2 separate regions of the Pan troglodytes genome follow, and region 1 is linked to region 2. A link is a contact called in public Hi-C data. All regions are on one chromosome and are shown on one strand. The core of a region is the stretch at or near the end of the contact, and the rest is flanking DNA. Distances in the headings are between cores, read along the strand shown.

Region 1 (3,508 bases), core at 220-2,719, 56 kb before region 2:
GCAGAGAAAATAACGATTGGGTACTGGGCTTCATACCTGGGTGATAAAATCATCTGTACAACAAACCCCTGGGACAAGAGTTCACCAATACAACAAACCTTCACATGTACAAAAAAGAGGTCAAGAGAATTGTCTTGACCTCTGTCAAGAATCTATCTAGAAGGATGAACATTGGCCCTACCCACAGGCATCTTGGCACCTCACTGAGAGCAGTGTTGGTCCTGAGGAGAAGGACAAGCCAGACAGCTGTGAGTTAAGGCACGAATGAGAGGTAAGGTAGTGTGGAAAGGGCAAGTTTAGAAAACACCTTCCAGAAGGTATGAGAAACAGAAAGGTAGCAACATAGGGCTGTGAAGGCAAGGCAGCGGGAGGGAGCTTTATTTATTCATTTTTTTAAATGAATGAGGTTTGAAAATGTTAAATGCAGATAGAAAAAGCTAGCCCAGAGGGGAGGTGTTAAAGACATACGGGAGACAACGTTTGGTGGGATGAGCAGGTTGTGGAATCCAGGGCACAGTTAGCAGGGAAGGGTCTTTCTCTTTGGCGAAGGCCTATTTCAAATCAAGGAGAATGTCTAAGGCATCACAGGGGTGACAGACTTGCAGTCCCTTGGGCAACTGCCTTCCAAGGCATGTAGCCAGCCCTAGGAAGCATCGGATCTGGCCCATGACATAGCAGCTTCTCTCCAGAGGGACTGCTCGAGCTCTAGGAGGATGCGTTCTTCTCACAGCTCAGACTGATGAATTCATGCCTTCAGGCTACCAGCTCATGGAGGCAAAAACATGGATCTCCATGGAAATGCACAACTGGCTTGGTGTGGCTCTGCAGATGCCCTGGGCTGGTGCAGGCACCCATCACAGATTTCTGGGACTCTCCCAACAATACCCTAAACCCCTGTCACATGCGTTGGTACCTCCCTAGTACTAGCTATTGCATTCCACCACGCATCACAGCCATCCAAGTGGCTCTGTTCATTGTTCTTTCCTGCAAGTTCCTTAAGAGCAAAAACCCGATGGTTTTGATTTTTGTATCTTTGTTCAAAATTGCTCTCTGTGTGAAACGGATTGTATTTTGGCTGAATTCTACCATCCTCGTTCCAACATTTTGGCTCAGCCACCACTCAGAGATGGCCCCAGGAAGCCACCACCCCCTGCCCTGGCACTGGCCTGCTTCACAGGAGTGTTTTAACAAGATGATGCCTAGGGATTTCTAACCCAACCTACCCCACTCCCAGCAGCCAGATACGAAAGGAGAACTCCAGATTTTCAACCCTTCCCAGCTCAGCTGCCTCCCTTCCAAAAAAAGAACTTCTGGGAGTTTGTGCGATCCCAAGTCTGCAGCTTCCATTGTCCAGCACAGGACTCCCTGGCCTATCCCCTTTATTAATTCAACCTCCAGGAGTGCTCCGAAGAGATGGCCACATTCCAATCACCTCGTAACTGGGGAAACAATAAAATGCCTGACTGGCTATAAACTGTCGCAGAGATAAAGGCCAGTTCCTGATCATTCCCCAACAATGGCCTTCTGGAGGGACTGGGAGTGCAGTCCCAGGAACACTTGGTTTGCTCACTCAGCAGAAATTAGAAAAACATTGCCAGCAATTTCTTTTTTTTTTTTTCTTTGAGACAAGGTCCCGCTCTCACTCGGGCTGGAGTGCAGTGGCACAGTCATAGTTCACTGCAGCTTCGAATTCCTGGGCTCAGGCAATCTTCCTGTCTTGGCCTCCCAAAGCACTAGAATTACAGGCATGAACCACTGCACCCAGCCCCACATTGCCAGCTTTGAAGCCCCAACTGGCTCTAGCTCAGGGAAGAATGGGCAAGAGACATAAGGCAACAGATGGTGCTGCCAAGCTGGAGGGCCCCAAAATCGAGCAGAGAGCACCCTACACCCACAAACACCCCACACCCCTTGTAAGCCAGTGTGGTCTGCTTTAGCAGATATCAGGTAGGAAGAGTCCAGCTGGTCTGTAATCAAAAAAGTCAACTCTTACATCAGAACAGCATGTGCCAGCTCCTCAGGCCCTTCCACATTTTTATTTCATTTGATCCTCAAAACAAGCTAGGAAAAGTATTATCGTTCCCATTTCATAGTTGAGAAAACTGAGACCGGGGTAGCTGAAGCATGCATGGATCTCAAGTAGCAGAACCACTCAGGTCTTCTGACTCTCTTTTTTTTTTTTTTTTTTGAGACGGAGTCTCACTCTGTTGCCCAGGCTGGAGTGCAGTGGCACGATCTTGGCTCACTGCAACTTCTGCCTCCCAGTTTCAAGCAATTCTCTGCCTCAGCCTCCCGAGTAGCTGGGGTTATAGGCACCCACCACCATGCCTGGCTAATTTTTGTATTTTTAGTAGAGATGGGGTTTCACCATCTTGGCCAGGCTGGTCTTGAACTCTTGACCTTGTGATCCACCTGTCTTGGCCTCCCAAAGTGCTGGGATTACAGGCTTGAGCCACCGCACCCAGCCCCTGACTCCTTAATTCACAGCTTTTTCCTAAAAAGTGCACGGCCTCCCCTTTACAGAGTGTAGTTTTTGCATCTGAAGTTATAAACAGACTCTGAAGATGCTGTAATTCTTTCATGCTCTCCAAGCCCATTTGGCAACAGTGTATCAGAAAAGGTCTCTTCCATTTCAGCATATAAGAACACTTCCTGGAACAAGCTCTGAGCAAGTCACAAAACATGCTCTCCCTGCCTGATCTGAGCCAGGTGGGGAACAACATTGCCCTGGGATCCCCAGGCTCTCCAGTGGGCCTGATGGAGGTGGTCTGGGAATACATCCCACTGCAAAAGTAAAAGGACCCAGAGCACAGAGCTCCCTGTTCAAACAACCAATCTGAGCTTCCTTCAGAGTCAGATTGAAATGGCAAATTTCAATATATATAATTTAGGAAATGTGAAAACCACTTTGTTTTTTCAGCTTACAATTTATCTAGCCGATCAACAAGTATTTTAGGGGCAACACCTCTTTGCCCAGCCCAAGGCTAGGCACAGACAGAGAGGCAAATGCCTTTAGAAAATAGGCCCTTTGCAGAGCCCAGCGATGCATCATCTTCTCTTCTTTCCTGCCTGAAACTTCAAGGCTAAAGAAAAGAGAGAACAGACTTCTATCAGAATCTCTGCTCTACCCACCAAGACTCAAAACCAGGCCTTCGTGGGTTAAGCTCTTCATGGTGCCAAGAGCAGACAGAAGCTCCTTCAATGCTTTGCTGTAGAACAGAGAGAAGGATGCACCAGGAAGGGCACCCAGGAGGCTGCCTTTTCTCCCTGCAGTTTTGGGTCTGCTCTGGTGCTAGATTACCTTGAAAGGTTGGTTACAGCACAGGGTAGAACCAGAGAGTTCTCAGCCCACCTCATTGGCCTATGGGCTACTTTCAGGGCAGGTCTGAACTGGTCTAGTCCAAACAACCACTTCTCATTGGAGCACATATACATGGCTCTACATAAACCTCTAATCACCTAAGACTTGCTGTGGTCATCCTCACTCCTCAATGGGATGGCAAGTGGC
Region 2 (3,592 bases), core at 533-3,032:
GGCAAGAGCCAGCGCACCCTGCCAGCCTTTGCCTTTTGCATGACTTGCCGGGGATGCCCCCATCAGACCAGCAGAGAGACAGGTGGACTCCAAGGTGGATTGGAGGAGAGAATGGGCAGCGCAGTGGGAAAGGAAGAATTTCATAGGAACAAGGAGGGTTTGAAGAATCAGCAAGACAGAGGGGACCCAGCACAGAGAAGTGGCTGGGGGGAATAAAAACAAATGCACGTTACCTTCCAGCCGTCCCTCTGGACCAAAAGGTACGGGGCTCCCCGCAGCAAAGCAATAGCAGAGGCTCCAGAAACAGAGCAGAGGAACGGAGTTGCTCATCCTGCCCCGCCACACCCCCTCCCCAGAAACAGGAGTTTTAAAAAACAAAAACCACCTCTTGGTGTTTCCAGCAATCCCGGCCGGTAAGACCCTTCTCTCGGCCAGGGGCTGGGGGACTGGAGGCAGAGAAGGTGGAAAATGAAAACTTGGCGGCACGGAGCCCGGGCGGTGGCAGGGAGCGAGTGTCAACGGCTTGCCCCAGAACCAGATCTGCCCTCGTCCTGAGCCGCCGGGAGGCAAGGGCTCGCTGCTGTCACGCTCCTATAGAGGTAGTTTTTAAAAGTATGGGAGTCATCTGACCCATCGCCAGATGGTGATTTGCATAATTTATTCCCGTCTCTGGGCTCTGATTGGTCACACCTTGCTGACGCCCGAACCGAGACTGGAGAAAGTTTGAATGAAAGCGCTGCACACTCACCGCGTGGACGCCGCACGCTCGGCCCCGCTTCCTCCCGGGCCCGCTCCGCAGGCAGCTGCGACTCCAGCAGCTCCAGCTTTCTCCCACTGCCCTCCTCCGGACACCCAGATCCTCCTCTCCCCACTGCCATCCCAAGTGGCGGAGGCGGACATTTCCCTGAAACCCTGCGTCCGCTGGGGACGCGATCCCTGGAGAAGGAGAGCATCCTCTCCAAGGCGCAAAGCCACACACTCTCTGGGAGTGGTCTATCCGCTCCCTGGGCCGGGAGTCCGTCGGGGGAGAGCCACCTGGTCATCCCCTTTGTCCTTCTCTTCTCCCTCCCTTCCCGCCTAGCGAGGGCCGCAACAGGTGCAGAAGGCGCGGCCGCACAATAACCCGGCGGAGCTAAGGGGCTGTGAGCTGCGGCCGGCGCTGGAGGATCGCACAGTACCTTCTCGGAATGCTCGCTCCGCCACTAGCTGCAAAACTCCAAGCGAGCCAGCCAGCTTCTCCGAGGCGGTTCTCTCGTCCGCAGTACGTGGGTGATAATGTATCGGCGGCTTAGGGATGTTGGGAAAACTAAGAGTTCACGTAGCAAAGCACTTAGCGAGGCGCGGAGCTCGTGGCAGGCGCTCTCCTATGGTGGGGTGGAGGGCTACGGGAACACCAGGCGACCTCCCCAAAGGGACCAGTGAGCCGAGATTTGGAGTCTAAGACGCGTGGCCAGCGCCCAGTGTCTGCCGATGAGCACTCACTCCTTGGCGAGTGAAATCAAGCATCTCCTTTCTCTCTGTTCTCCATCATTTCCTCCCGGCTCTCCTTCCCTTTATTGATCCGGGTCCTGGGGCAGAAAGCAGCGAGCGGAGGGAGAACTTGGCCCGGAGTCTGCGTCTGGCGCTGGGGAGCGGGGACTGAGCCCGGAACACCGACGGGGCGGCTGCGCCAACAACCACTGCGGACGCAGGGCGGGTGCGAGAGGCTGAGAGGCTGCGCCCCGCCATCCAGCCTCGCTCCAGCCGGGAGGATCCGGCTCTTTAAGACGATACCCTTAACCCTGCAGTCGCCCGGAACAGGTCCTGCCCCTGCCTGGGGAGGGAAAACCCCCACAGCAGTCCCGTGCCCCTTCCTCCCTAGCGTCGAGGATCCAACTGGAGAGACCTGTGTGAGGAAACCGAGCCGGAGCCAGCAGATCCTGTTCCGACCTCGCCTCATTACTTTTGTTACTCCAGCTGCCAGCAGAGCACGCTTTGTCCCTCCCGTGTGCTATCATTCATTAACAAGACGCAGACGGGCTTTAGTTTTTTAGTATAGAACTCAATGGTCTGTATGCGATGGTAAATATCACCCCCAGATATGTTGTTCCCACTCTGTCTCTCTCTTCATGAGGAAACTATACAGACATAGGTCTAATGTTATCTCCATTTTACAGATGGGAAAACTGAGTCATGGGGACAGGCTGCAGATTTGAAGAAAGTCTCAAGACAACCAGGTCTCTCTTCTCTGCTCTAGGTTCAATTTGGCCAATTGACCTTTAAATGTGAGCTCTTGGCAACCTGGTCTAGTGGCTGAGGCAGGGGGTAAGCTGTAGTCAAAAGTCCTCTTCCCTAACCCTGGCAACGTAGACACTCATCTCTACCAAAAAAAATTTTTTTAAATTAGCCAGGCAAGGTGGTACACCTGTAGTGCAAGCTATTAATACTTGGGAGGCTGAGGCGGAAGGAGTCCTTGAGCCCAGGAGTTCAGGGCTGCAATGTACCATGATCACACCACTACACTCCAGCCTGGACATCAGAAGAAAAAAACTCCTTCCCTGTTCTGAGTTGCTCATAGCCATGGTCCCTAGAACATTAACTGGATAATGTGGAGAGTGTGTCTTGAGAGCCTTTGTTATAGGTGAGATACCCCCACGGAAGCTAGGGTATTTTGCAGGGTATTGTTGGAAGGTAGTCCTGCAAAGTTAGTTATCCTGCCTAGAAAAAAAGAAAAACCCGGCCGGGCGCAGTGGCTCACACCTGTAATCCCAACACTTTGGGAGGCCGAGGTGGGCAGATCACCTGAGGTCAGAAGTTCGAGACCAGCCTGACCAACATGGAGAAACTCCATCTCTACTAAAAATACACAAAAAATTAGCTGGGCGTGGTGGCGCATCCCTATGATCCCAGCTACTCGGGAGGCTGAGGCAGGAGAATCGCGTGAACCTGGGAGGCGGAGGTTGTGGTGAGCCGAGATCGCACCATTGCACTCCAGCCTGGGCAACAAGAGTGAAACTCCTTTGCAAATAAATAAATAAATAAATGAAAAACCTGTGTTTTACAGGTTCAACAAATCAACATCTATTTTTTAACTGCCAAGGCTATGAAACCATTTAGGTTTTATTGCTAGTTGGTTAGAGTGCCCTCCTGTGTCTCCACATTAAAATAACATGCGAGAATTTTCAAAGGACATCATGAAATTATAATTGTAGCATTAGAATGTATGATGTCAACTGTTCTGCTTCATCCTTCCCAAGAACAAGGAGATCTGAAGAGCCTCTCGCCTGGAGGAGTTCCAGCTGAGGAGTCTTGGTGGAACTTCTGCTGTGTTGCAGTCAAAATTTCAAGGTCTCAGACAACACAAGGAAAGGGTTCCATCCTTATGTGGCAGCCCAGCATCTAAAGACCCTTCCAATGTTAAAGGAATAAATCTTCTGCTTATGATAAGACCCAACTCTCCACTTAAAAAAAGCTCAAAAGCAATTGCTCACCTTCCCAGCCCCAGCCTCTCTTGCAGCTAGAGTCCCCGATTCAAACTCAGTCAACTGAACTCTGAACTGGAAGCTAATGAGGCTGGAAGCACATACCCACGCCACTCTGCCAATGGACAGCC

Evidence for each region. A called contact is a pair of places that touch in the nucleus more often than the background predicts.
Region 1: a Hi-C map of stem cell-derived neural progenitor cells shows a contact between it and region 2, with 1.8 times the contacts expected there. The contact joins the enhancer-like site here to the promoter of LIPG in region 2. A contact is called at or near these places in 1 of 7 Hi-C or Micro-C datasets (stem cell-derived neural progenitor cells) and 1 of 1 datasets of contacts at active chromatin or transcription factors (stem cell-derived excitatory neurons).

What each region holds. Positions count from the first base shown.
Region 1 is chr17:59,687,517-59,691,024 of NHGRI_mPanTro3-v2.0_pri, reverse strand. No RefSeq gene overlaps it. Among named protein-coding and RNA genes, the nearest start is that of LIPG, 56 kb to the right of the region's middle. Within about 2 kb of position 1,469, at least 3 of the 24 cell types and tissues checked have an H3K27ac peak or open chromatin away from gene starts, as enhancers often do. A contact at or near this core is called in stem cell-derived neural progenitor cells, where this site is marked.
Region 2 is chr17:59,631,671-59,635,262 of NHGRI_mPanTro3-v2.0_pri, reverse strand. LIPG (lipase G, endothelial type) reads right to left here and starts at 1,782. Exons shown (of 10, transcript XM_009433982.5): 1 at 749-1,782. The coding sequence starts at 1,043.